Regions from separate parts of the Mus musculus genome. Here region 2 is linked to region 1. A link is a contact called in public HiCAR-type data. All regions are on one chromosome and are shown on one strand. Each heading gives the region's core, a stretch centred on a gene start, on an enhancer-like site or on the middle of the called end of the contact. The rest is flanking DNA. Distances are from core to core; before and after follow the strand shown.

Evidence for each region. HiCAR-type assays count read pairs that join an accessible place to other places.
Region 2: a contact with region 1 is called in a HiCAR-type map of fibro-adipogenic progenitors, with 6 times the contacts expected there. The contact joins two enhancer-like sites. A contact is called at or near these places in 1 of 15 datasets of contacts at CTCF or cohesin (large pre-B cells), 3 of 484 Hi-C or Micro-C datasets (the AML12 cell line, bone marrow-derived macrophages and cardiomyocytes) and 2 of 115 datasets of contacts at active chromatin or transcription factors (bone marrow-derived dendritic cells and fibro-adipogenic progenitors).

The regions. Positions count from the first base shown.
Region 1 is chr6:53,336,148-53,339,269 of GRCm38.p6, forward strand. All of the region lies in intron 1 of Creb5 (cAMP responsive element binding protein 5), which reads left to right. Among named protein-coding and RNA genes, the nearest start is that of Creb5, 50 kb to the left of the region's middle. Within about 2 kb of position 1,379, at least 47 of the 459 cell types and tissues checked have an H3K27ac peak or open chromatin away from gene starts, as enhancers often do. A contact at or near this core is called in fibro-adipogenic progenitors, where this site is marked.
Region 2 is chr6:53,712,996-53,716,582 of GRCm38.p6, forward strand. No RefSeq gene overlaps it. Among named protein-coding and RNA genes, the nearest start is that of Tril, 110 kb to the right of the region's middle. Within about 2 kb of position 2,091, at least 11 of the 459 cell types and tissues checked have an H3K27ac peak or open chromatin away from gene starts, as enhancers often do. A contact at or near this core is called in fibro-adipogenic progenitors, where this site is marked.

The DNA.
Region 1 (3,122 bases), core at 129-2,628:
TGTGAACATACAGTGGACTAAAGATCTTGGCAATGGATAATGATAAGTAATGTGACTGGGTATATTACACGCAGAAGTACTTCAGTGAACAGGAGACTGACTCAAGAGGAATTTAGGGCAATTTCTGTCTTATCGTGAAACTCACTGAGGTTGCCCTGATCATTGCTGAAGTAGAATTGGTGGTGGTTTGCCCTTGTCTCAGAGAAGAATCTTGGGTTAGCTTGATTGAGTGAAGGCATGTCTGAGATAATTTTGGCCTTAACTTACTCAATATCCAATATGAGAGGTGGGTTCCAATACCTAAGCCAAGTTGGACCATGGGGTGAATGTTAATAATTCTGTCAGATTTCTTGCTTTCAGCAGTACTCTAGGCTGAGAATGGTGAGTAGAAAGAGAATCTCATGACACCAGTACCCTAGTAAAAGAGAAGAGCCTGTGCTCAGTGGATAATTAAAAATGTAGAGTAGAAGAACAGACAAAGGCCCACATCAGAAACTTAAGAGTTTAAGACAGGTTTGGTCTGTGATTGTGAAACTCTGAGACAGTAGGTATTTTATATCTCCCATGTATAACTAGATGCTTGGTAATGTAATGCTTTCTAATTTGACATTTTCTGACTAAAGAATCAGAAAGGGTGAATGTAGGGATGTGTGGATGTTGATAGAAATTGCCAGGAGGCTTTGTTGGGTCTGATAAATTCATCATGATTCCCAATGTAGCTTGGTATGCTTTCTGAACATACCAAGAGATGGATGGCAGAATCAGGGCCTTGCTTTCTGGACTGCAGTGTGTTTGTGACATGGACAGGTAGCACTTTGGAAATGTAACCAAACAATATGAACTATGTCAAGGTGGATTTAATTTCACAGAATAATAAGGCAAAAGAGACTTATTGCCAGTATCATACTATTCCAAATATAGGCATGCAGGAAAAGGCTGTCTCAAAAGGGGTCCTTGGGAGGATATGGAGTCCCATCAAACAAAACAGGGGCTGTAGTTTAACATGGATCTGGGCTTGGATCCCAGCTCTGCCAAACACTGACTATGCGATGATCATGGCCAATGACTTCACCTCCCTGAGCCCGACTGAAGTCACTAATAAAATATGGATGTGATCGCATTCTTGGAAGGGATATTGGGGGAATTAAATATTTGAACATAAATTAAACACCTAGGTGGTGCCTGAGATGTGGTGGGCCTCGGGAGTAGCAATTCCCATGGAATCCAGAAAGAACGGGGCAGGGGAGAGGCAACAGCTTGTAATGCCTTGCTGTGGGATGAGCTGGCCCTGCTGCCCTGGCCTTCACTCCTCCCTGAGGGATGCGATTCCTGCTGATGTAATGGGTTGGGCTAATGTCGTGCAGATCTGATGACAGGACACCCACACCCTATCACTCTGCCTGCCAAGAAAGAATGTAGCCACAGGAGTCTCCGCTGCACTGCCCACACCCCTCCACATTAACGCCCCCATGGAAATAGCCTTCCTTCTCGTCCTCTGGGAAAAATCAACACGAGTGCCTCGTGGCAGTCACGTTCTCAGTGAGGGAGTACAGCTACGGAGCTGGCAGTGGGCCTCTGTGCACCCCACCCCTCCCTCCTATTGTCCAGTTGACTAGCATTCCCATGTATCAGTCAGGACTCATGTGTGTGCTGACTGACTGGGGCCAAGGGGCCTTTTCCTATTGCGGGGACTCCCCTAATAAAGGAAGCTGCCATTGATCAGAGCCGTAGAATACTGAGCCCACCTTAAGTCTCAGGGGCCATGGGGGTAGTTTTAGGTTCTGTATCTTATCTTAAAGGATTATTTTAAATTCTCTTTCTACATTTTCCCTCGTGACCTTCTTTCTTTAGTTGAAGGCACTGATTCATACTTATGAGTGGACTGGATAACCGGATGCCACATGCTGCTGAGAATATGACCTGGCTGTGTGCTGGATGAAAGCAGTGAACAGGTTTGTGGTCCAGCCTGCCTAGTGAGCTCTAGACACTGAACACTTGCTTCAAACAGACTCTCCCTGGTAACCTTCTGTGCAGTCTCACGAGGTCTATGCCATCGCTCCCATTTCATAGATGTGGACAATGTGCCTGGGGTAGACTCATTAAGTGCGTCATTAAGACCCTGGAGTTAATGCCTTTTTTAAAGCTCCACTTTCTGTCACCGCTGTCTCATCATTCCGGAACTGTATATTTTATAAATGCATATACTTAAGTTTATGAGAACAAAGCAAAAGTTTACAGGAACACCAAAGGCATAGGTGAAGAAGGAGAGTGAATTGGCAAATATTTATCTTGAAATGTATATGTGTATGCCACATCTCATTTTATTACTTATATTATTCTAAATATCCTAAAAACTCGGTGAGATGCATGCTATGCTAAGATTTCCTCTAACTCACCAAGGAGGGATCTGACATACAAAGAGGTGAAGTGTGCATACATCGTATAACAAGGTGGTCCAGCATCTCTACTCTAGAGCTGTGTGGAGTTTTAATTCTAATGAGATCGGGCTGTGCCTTCTAAGGATTCCATGGGTTGTGGGGAGACCCGAGACCTATGGGAAGCCACAGGCACTCCTAAGTTATTTTTAGATAGAGCATCCACTATCAAGATAGTGATAACAAAGATTATTTCTAAGAAACATGAGAATGGATGGGCAATAAAGACAACTGGAGGGTTCAGGGAACAACAGCAGCAGAACCTTGGCCAGCAGGAGGGTGTCACACAGCCAGCTTTTAGCACTTTTAGAAGCATACTCTGGCCACTGTGGGGGTTTAGAGTGGAGGCAGAGTTGTAGGAAAGTGAGATTGAAGACCCCAGCCTTTGCTTTCTTCTCATAAACTTGATTGTATGCATTTATAAAATATCTATTTCCAGAATTTCTTATGTGCAAATGTCACATGGTTAGGATGGGACACCTGTAATGAAGGTTAGTTTGAGAGTGACAACTGAAGATGGATAGCAGTGACAGGAGGCATTAATGGACTTCTGGGCCAGAGTAGTTATACTGCCTGGCTCTTATATTCTCATATTAAAAACTAAAAATAATAAGTAATAATAGTAATGTAAGCAGTAATAAAAATAGTAAACTAGTAGGTCTCTGCTGAGATGTGAGAAAATCCAAT
Region 2 (3,587 bases), core at 841-3,340, 380 kb after region 1:
GTCCTCATCAAGCCAGGCTTGGGCAGTGTCTTCCTCGATCCTTAGCTTTGTTTATAGAAAGATGGGTGGATGACTTGATATTGATTGATTGATTGATTGATTGACTAACCTACTGATCGATTCTTATAAGCGTCTGCACATCAGGGGCCTGAACAATAGAAAACCATTCAGGTCCACGCAGACCAACAGTCACATTCATAGAGGAGCTGCTGTCAGGGAGCCACAGAGACAGAAATCACCATTTCTGCAAAGGAGAACAGCATTGCCTCCTGTGGTTTTATAGCTTCCTCATCCCCAGCTCTCTGCATTTGAAAGTACAAGCTCTGTAAGTTGACTTGTACAGAATGAAATGTTCCCTCCCCTTGAGGGCAACAGTGAGTGGCTGGTTCTTAACTCCTGTATCTGTAGGATGTGACTGAGTTTCCGGGCAAGTTCTGCTCCGAGTGGGAGTGGCGCGTATTCACCGAGTCAGTCCGTTGGCATCGTGTAACTGAGCTTAAGGAGAAGGGGAAAGGGTGTAACTGGCAGCATGCGTGTTTCTTAATCTACAAGGCCCTGGGCTTGATCTCTCATCCCACAAAAGGAAAGAAGGAAGGGGAGAGGAGGGGGGGAGGGAACTCAAAAGCAGTGTGGCCGAGTTCAGTGGGAGAGCACTTGCCCAGAAAGAGTTAACAATTTCATTCTACTCTGTTTCTGGCACTGGACAATTAAATAGATGAATACGTAAATAGTCTTAGAGATAAATAGAACCTGGCTCAGCGGTGATCTGCCTTTTGTTCTTGGAGACCAATGACCGTTGGAGCCCCTAAACTTTGTGTAGTTTGTATGGCAAAATGGTTACCGAAGTATCTGGGGTTCTGGTGCTGCCAAAACCCCAGTCCTACTTAGACTTAGGCTGCTAGCCTGCCTGTCTGCGTGAAGATGAAAGAAAGGGCCTTGCTGCTCTCTTCTATTCATTCCCAGGACAGAACTTTTTCTTCATCTTGTCTTTTCTCTTTCTCTCTCCTTCCTTCCTTCCTTCCTTCCTTCCTTTCTTTCTTTCTTTCTCTTTCCTTCCTTCCTTCCTTCCTTCCTTCCTTCCTTCCTTCCTTCCTTCCTTTTTGTGAGATGAGGTTACAGACGAATATTGTAAATCCTTTCCAAGCTTAGCTTATAGAGTCTTCAGTATGACCCAGCAATGCTGCCTTTCATGGACTCTGCTTCTAAATATGGGGAAACTGCAGTATAAACCATCAAACAATGAAGAAAGCCTTATTTTACTTATTTTTCGTATACCCTTCAGGGATATAGTGAGTCCTACACAAACGAATAGAGTCGAGTTTCTATCCTTCTTCTGATCTCGAGAACTGGGTTACCAGCTCCTGAGTTTAAAATCTCCCAGAAAGCCTTCTGGCCACTCTGCCACTGGTCGCACAAAGAACAGATTCTCTAGAATTACTCTGTGTGTCTAGACCACTGCTCCCACCTCAAACTGAGGTGCCCTCCCCAGCCCCCACCCCAGAGGCTTCTAGAAGACGCTTACCTCACCAACACATTAGGAATACATTAAGGCCTGCTGAATATCCACCCTTATCCCCTTCTTCCCCGCAACCCTCACCCCGCGGCCCCGCCTGAGACCAGGATTCATGGCCTCTGACTTCATTCTGCTTGGAAACCAGCAACCGGTGAGACCGACCAAGAAACTTGTCATCAGGCAGGGCCTTTGTGAGATGGCAGTCTAATTAGCCATTTCATATTTTTGTTAATTCTCTTGCGATTCACGTTAAAAATATGTTCCATGAATGGCCGCCTGCTGGGAGCGAGGAGCCCCTGTCACTCAGCAGTTGCTCAGTGAACTAATAAATATCTGAGCCAGCAGTCTCGCCTCCTGCCTCAGTTCCCTCTTTCCCACCCGACAGCTGTGTGAGACCAGACCCTCACACCACTCTCCATACCCTGTGGGGTCATAAGGATTACCAAACCAGGAAGGGAACCTCGCCCACCCGGGAGTCTCCACTCTGCAAGTTTCCTTCAGAGGCCACTCTGCCTCTTGCCTATGAGGTCACCCAAAGACGGGCGTGGAGGGCTATCTTCAAGCACGCGTTATCATAAGCAGCCAATCCCCTGAGAGGATTTCAGCATTGGAGACTCCTAAGGGGAAAATGCCACTTCATCTACTAAGCCACATCAGCTGGAGCTGGGAGGCACCCAGCTCACATCTGTGGAACAGCTTGGACCAGGACCGTGTGTTCTGTCAGTGTTTAGGTGGGGCCCACTCTGCGGCCCTTGCCAAAATTTCAGCCGGGTCCTCCCTGCTTCCCACCCTGGCCCATGTTCATCATCTCTACTGAGCATCTCAGGAAAGAAACAGTAACCCCCCCCCCCCCAAGAGGCTCAACCCATCTTCTTCTGCCTTAGGAAAACAGGCGGGAACCATCAAAACATGACAGGGGAAAAAGCTATTTGGGCAACCAGCTCTGTAGTCATCTCTCTCATGATGTAGCCTTCTTACCCCGTGGATTGCAAAGGGAGACAGAGCAGCTAACAGCGATTGGCTTGTTCCTACCCACAATAAAGCTGTGTTTTCATGTAGGACGAAGGGTTGTAGCCCAGCCTATAACTGGAAATTTCAAAGAAAGAAGAAAATTCCATGCCAACACTAGAATCACCTCCATCAGTCTGCACTTGGGGACCAGCGAACTAATTTTTCTTTCTAGAACTTGCTGAGAGATTTCGTTAAGAGGGTTCATCTCCTTTTGTATACTGCTAGTGATATGCAACACTAGGAGTGGATCTTAGTGGTTTTAACTTCTTAGAAATTTATAAACAAAGTCGGTCTTTCTTTCCGAGTGCAGTAGATAAACTGCAGGGGAGATGAAAACTGCAAACCCACGGCTCCTGGGACAGAGCGTGATCAGAAAGGATGAAGCGCAAACCGGCGATTTTGCTATCCTCCCGTGGCTCTCTTGTTTTTAAGCAATAGTGATTTGAATCTACAGAACAATAATCACACTCAAGCCCGTTATTTCAGTAAGGAAGAGTTGAGCAAATGAGCTTCGTAAACTTCGGTGTCGCTGCCCAAACTTGGTCTAGGAACAGGATTTTCTTGCAGCAGTAATAGCCTCCAATAGACGCTCTAACTGTGGTCCAGACTGCCTGGCATCTGATGTGCGGCTGGAGAGTGGTGTGTTCTACTTCCCTAACTCATGAGGAATGTAACAAAAATCCACATATTTGTTTAAGTTCTTTCCCTCACACTTAAAATATTAGCTAAAGAAACCAAGTTTACTTTAGAACAATTTGCGCAGACCCTTTAGAAACAAGCTAGCCAAGCAGTGTAAAGACGTGATGCCAGATAGGCTCTTGGTGGCTGCGGGAACCGCTTTCTAACTGGTTCTTGCTGGGCAGGGATGTACTTCTTCCACCCTGAATACTGATAATAGAAAATACTAACAGAGTTTCTTTTCCATAACTAAACTATTATGTTCATATGAGCACAACACTTTACATAGACAGTAAAAACCCTGCAAGTCATAATGAGAAACGGCCTTGCTTCTGAGCCACGGTGTTTTAAGCAATGTTGCTTCACTTCGTGCAGTGTGACAACA